Regions from separate parts of the Mus musculus genome. Here region 1 is linked to region 2. The links are chromatin contacts, called in public Hi-C maps. All regions are on one chromosome and are shown on one strand. The core of a region is the stretch at or near the end of the contact, and the rest is flanking DNA. Distances in the headings are between cores, read along the strand shown. Region 1 holds the start of Bcr (BCR activator of RhoGEF and GTPase). Region 2 holds the start of Ube2d1 (ubiquitin-conjugating enzyme E2D 1).

Region 1 (2,700 bases), core at 167-2,666, 3.8 Mb before region 2:
CCTGCTTCCCCTTGAAAGGTGCTGTCCCCATCACTGGGCCAGATCTGCCCAGTCTTGCGGACACCCACGATGGTAGCCTCAGACACCACAACCTGGCACTGCCGGTGCCGCTTCTGGCACTGTGGCGTCGGGGGGCTGCTGCTGTCAAAGGACTGCTGCGAATTCTGCGAGGGTGAGCGGCTCTTGTCCCGGAACATGCGGTAGGTGGTGGGGCTTGGTGACACGCGGCTGGACTGGCCAGAGGAAAAGTCCTCCTCGCTGGAGGTGAGGTTCTCGTTGGAGCTGCAGTCCGGCGTGTAGCCACCTCCGCTGTCCTCGAAACTCCGAGGCGAGTAGGACCTGCGAGGCCAGGTTAGGCGTTTCTCCTGCTCTGAAGTGCTCTGGCTTCGCAGGAGAGGGCTCTTGCCCTCCCCTTCCACCATCATGCCTCCGACATAGATGCTCTGGTAGGGTTGGTACTCCAGGGGCGGCCAAGGGGGCCTGTTGCCGCCGTTGGCATTTATTAGGTTGTCCTTCAGGAAGCGGGGATTCAACTCTGCATCCTCATAGTCACCGTCAAGGCCGCAACTGCTTTCCGAGGAGCGCCCACGGTAATGGGGTCTGGGTGCTTCCCCCAGGCCCTGCCCGGCGCTCTGCTGGGACTTCTTGCGCTCCATTTGCATGGCCTGGCTGCCCAGGGAACTGATTCGGTCGGACACCTCTTTGTCGTTGACCTTCACCAGGCCGCGCTCGTGGTGGAACTCGACGTTCACGTAGAAGGGCTTCTCGGCGTCGGCAGAGCCGGGCTGGGCAGGTCCCTTGCGGATCTTCTCGAAGTTGGATCTGAGCGCCGCCACGCTGGTGGGGGGCCCTCGGTCGTCCCGGTCCGCCGATGCAGCAGCCGCTGGCCTGCGGGCGGACGCTGACCGCCCCTTACTCGGTGACCCCTCTCCGTCCGGCCGCGCCTCGGACTCCTCGACGGGCGCCGGGTCTGCGCCGTCGGCGGGCGCGGGCGGCGGGCGCGGGGCGGACGCTCGGGGCTCGGCGGCGCCGTCGGGGGGCTGCGCTGCACGGCGGAAGCCCCAGCGCTGCCGATCGTAGCTCTTCTTCTCCTTGGCCAGCAGCGTCTGCAGGTAGATCATGCGGAAGCGCTCCTGGTTCACCTCCTGCTCCAAGCGCCTAATGGAGGCCTTGCAGCGCTCCAGCTCCTGCTCGATGTCACCCACCGAGCGCAGCTCCATGCGCGGCGGCTCCGAGTCCGGGAACTGCGCCCTCCACGCCTCGGCGAAGCCCACCGAGTCCACCATGGCGCGGCCGGCTCACCTGCGCCGCCGAGCTGCGCGCCCGGAGTCCGGCTCAGCGGCGGCGCGGCGTTCTCACCGGGCCCGGGCTGGGGAGCCCGGTGGCTCCCATGGCCCCGCGGATGCGGCGGCGAACAATGCCCGCCCCCGGGGGCCGCAGGTGAGGTGGGAGGCTCGGCGGCGGCGGCTGGGGGTGGGGGGCGCGCGCGGGCGGGGGGAAGGGCGCGGGGTTGCGCACGCCGCTATTGTGTGCGGGGCTCCGCAGCGCGCGCGGCGGCGGCGGGAGCCGTCCTCCGCAGAGCAGGCCCACCGCCGGCCCACGGCCGCAGCCCCGCGGGCTCCTCGCCTCCGGTTCCCGCGCCGCCCCGCCCCGCTCCGCAGCTTTCCGGGCAGGCGCTCCGCTCGACACGGCCAGCTCTCGCCGCACTCCCGCCCCGGCCCGCACTCAGCGCTGCAGGAAGGGGAGGACCGGGGGGCGGTGGCCGCGGAGCGGCTGACGGGGCTGGGCGCGCCTCTTAAAGGGGCCGCGCCGCGGGAAGAGCGTTGGGTCCTTAAATCGGACCCGGGACGGCTGCTAACCGGTCTGATCCCCTTCTGTACACAGAGGCGCCCCAGACCGGGTGATTCGAAGCGATCCTTTCACCACGGAGACTCTCATGCCTGTTTCCTCTTTTCTGCATCCACCAACCTCGGTGCTGACCGCACCAATGAACACCCAGCAGGGCCCAAACTATTGAGAAATCAACCGGGGCAGGTCAACGGTGCAAGCCAACAGCCCGGGTGCTAGCCAGTGAACCTCTGGTGCTGGAGGTGGGTGATGAAGCTTCACAATGGCCACTCAGTTGTCACCGGACTCCTTACACTGAATGATAACTTAGGAATGTCTCCCCATCTGTTCGGTCAACGTATCTCCCTTCCTGAGTAATGACTTTTGACCTCTGGAGGCCAATGTAGTATTTTCGGGGTCTTTTTCTTTCTGTGAAAGGATCGCACACCTCCTTCTCAGCAACAGAGCTGGTGGAAGACAGGAAATCTTTAATGGCTCCCAACGAAGCTTAGGGATCTGAGGCACTTAGCAGAGATGCTCTCTGCAGGAACTCTCCAGAATACAAAATGAAACCCAGGCCAGCCTGCTGGGTGAGGTGAAAGGCAATAGGATTTGGCAGCTGAAGAACAGCTTCAATTTTGACCACTTCTCCCATCTCCGTGCCTCAGTTTCCCCGAGCTCTGAGATAAAACCAGAACACCTGCTTCCACAACTGTTATTTCCTTGGTTATAAACTGTTATCATGCTTTTCTAGAGAATTAGAGCCCAGCGCCAGCAGCCAGATCAGCAGGGCCTCCCTGACTTAGGCCGGGATTCTCTTTCCGGCCCTGGAACTCGCTTCCATCCAGCCTGTTGTCTGCACCTAGTAGGGTT
Region 2 (2,700 bases), core at 159-2,658:
AGGGTTGATTTATGGTTTGGTCTCTAGCTAAAAAGATGAATTGCATTAATGCCACTCTTCTTTTGGGGTGAGATAAAGCAGTAATAATAATTAATAATAATAATAAGTGGGAAGACAATGTCTATAAAGTGTTGACAAGCAAGCATAAATGTAGGCATGGTGGGGCTTGTGTGTAAAATCAGTGCTGAGCAGGTAAAGACAGCAGATACCTGGCCAGGTTAGCCCAATAGGTGAGCTCCAGGTCCCTGTGAGAGACTCTGTCTCAAAAAACAAGGAGTACAGCTCCTGGGAAATAATTTCACAAACACACACACACACACACAAGGGGAGGGGGGGCGGATGGACAGGAAAGTAGACCAATATGCAGACAGAGCAGGACTGCTTGAGGGGACCTCTGCAAAGCACAGTCCCTCGAAGCTTTCTGGGCCGCAACCCATCTCTAGTTTCTGCAGAGGGCGTGGGGCTGGTCTTCTGTGGACCACTGCAAAGGCGGAGAAGAGAACTTCCCAGATGTGGCTGATCCAGCTGCAGAGACACTGTGGAAGCCGCGACAGTGAGCGTTGAGTGTTTTGAGAAGCAATATGGGATTCAAAACCATTTTAGATAAGGAATGGATTGACTTTAGTCATCAGAAACCTAAGACTGACCAACGCCGTCAGAAATCCAAGACTGACCTGCAGGTGCCAAGCCAAGAAGTCATGGTTGAAAGGACAAGCAAGATCTGAGATCACAAGAACTGAGAAGGGGCTGGAGGACACCTCAGTGGGTAAACTGCTTGCCGCAAAGCCTGAGGACCTGAGTTCGGATGCCAGAGACCACGTAACGGTTGGGTGTGTGGAAAGCTGTCTTCAATCCCGTTTTTGGGAGGTGGAGACAAAAAGACATAAAGGAAAACCCTGTTTCAAAAAAAAAAAAAGAAAGAAAGAAAGGAAGGAAGGAAGGAAGGAAGGAAGGAAGAAAGAAAGAAAGAAAGAAAGAAAGAAAGAAAGAAAGAAAGAAAGAAAGAAAGAAAGAAAGAAAGAAAGAAAGAAAGAAAGAAAGAAAGAAAGAAAGAAAGAAAGGTGGAGTACAATTGACGAAGACTCCTCACGCCCTCAGGGGCGAGCGGGGAAGAGTCAGAATTATCTGCAAAGGAAGTTAAGATCCGCCGCAGGGTCTGTGCGAGGAGGAGCGAGCCGTGGTTCACAGCAGCTCCTAGGAGCGACAGCTCACCTGCTGTCTGGGTTTTTGCAGATTCGAGACCTTGCTCTGCAGAGCGGCTGCAGGGAGCGGCAGCAGCCTGGTCGCAGCTGTCACCCACGGGTGACCGGACGACGTCCGCGCGGGCGGCAGAGGCCGAGCCTGGGACTACACTTCCCAGTGTGCCAGGCGGGCGGGGCGCGGCGGGGAGGGCGCAGGCTCCTTCCCAGCAAGCGAAGGCGGAAACAAAAGAGTCCGGCGCCGCCGCCCGCACACTCGCGCACCGCGCCCGGGCGCACACGGAGCAGCCCTGCGAGGCGGCAGCCCGGGACACGCGGACACTCCGCAGCCCCCGCCGCCTGCCCCATGGCGCTGAAGCGGATCCAGAAAGTGAGTGGCTGCCAGAACCGGCCTGGGTGTCCCCAAGATGTCCCCAGGAACCCGGGGCGCACGGTGTGGGAGGGGCGCGGACACTGGGGAGGCCGGGGTACGGATCGGCCCGCACAGGTGAGGCGTGCATCCGCAAGGTCTGGGTACTTGGAACCTCGGGGCGACCCGATCCGGTCGTGCCCTTTCCAGGATGAGCCTAGAACCTCGGGTGCGGGTGCCCGTGGGGTGGCCAGATTGTCCCGGGGTGTGTGCATCCCCGCTGGGCCGGGGCTTGCTCTGCAACGGGCGGCCTTCGTCCCCTATCCCGCTGTGCGTCCTCACAATGTCCCCGGAGCCCTCCTTGCTGTGTTCGCACCCCGGGTTCCCCGAGAGGGCAGGGAAGGTGTGGTGGGCCTACGGCCTTTATTCTCAGAGCGTGGGGCTGGGTCTTTCTGGGCTCTGCAGTCGGCTGGTGCTCAGTGGGAGGAAAGGGCTGGGAACGCGAGATTGGGGCCGAGGAGCCAGCAGAGAGCTCTTGCCCCTGCTATTTTGGTGGTTCTGCACGCAGCTGCCACTTCAGGTCACATAGCTGTACTGAGAACATAGTTGCTGATACACAGCAAGATGAGCTCCTGGCTGTGATTCATGGCTAGGTAAGCTAAGCAGGTTGTTGGTTTTGTTTTGTATTTTTTTCTTCACACCCTCACGATAAACTTAGATGTAGAGTTGAAGACACAACACTAAGGACCACAAATTAAATTGTTTGGATGCTTTGATGTGTGAATAGAGAATGAGGAAGACAATCGAAGGGACAGTCAGTCCTTACATAGGATCGGTTCCAACCCTCTCTTTGTATTCTTTACCGCACCCACTTCTCTTGTTGGCCTGTCCCCTATCTCAAGTATCTTTTAACATTTTACAGCGGTAGTCCTTGCTGCTGGGAACGTGGTGTTTGGGATCGCTTTAGAAGCAAATGCGCCAACAGTGGATAATGTGTTTGGTAATTGATTTCACAAGAAATGGTTGGCTCCCCAAACGTTTTATCAACCTTTCCAGCTACACTTGACTGAAAATGTTCTGAGTTAGAGTGGTAGGAAACAGGCATCTTTCGGTACTGAGGACAGCAACTTTTACCCGCAGCCAAATTTTCGT

What was found. Hi-C and Micro-C count contacts between places; a contact is called where the count stands out from the background.
Region 1: a Hi-C map of the C10 cell line shows a contact between it and region 2, with 9 times the contacts expected there. The contact joins the promoter of Bcr here to the promoter of Ube2d1 in region 2. A contact is called at or near these places in 1 of 39 promoter capture datasets (cranial neural crest) and 1 of 484 Hi-C or Micro-C datasets (the C10 cell line).

Annotation. Positions count from the first base shown.
Region 1 is chr10:75,059,612-75,062,311 of GRCm38.p6, reverse strand. It overlaps Bcr (BCR activator of RhoGEF and GTPase), which reads right to left and starts at 1,416. Exons shown (of 23, transcript NM_001081412.2): 1 at 2-1,416. The coding sequence starts at 1,286.
Region 2 is chr10:71,283,970-71,286,669 of GRCm38.p6, reverse strand. Ube2d1 (ubiquitin-conjugating enzyme E2D 1) reads left to right here and starts at 1,408. Exons shown (of 7, transcript NM_145420.2): 1 at 1,408-1,569. The coding sequence starts at 1,546.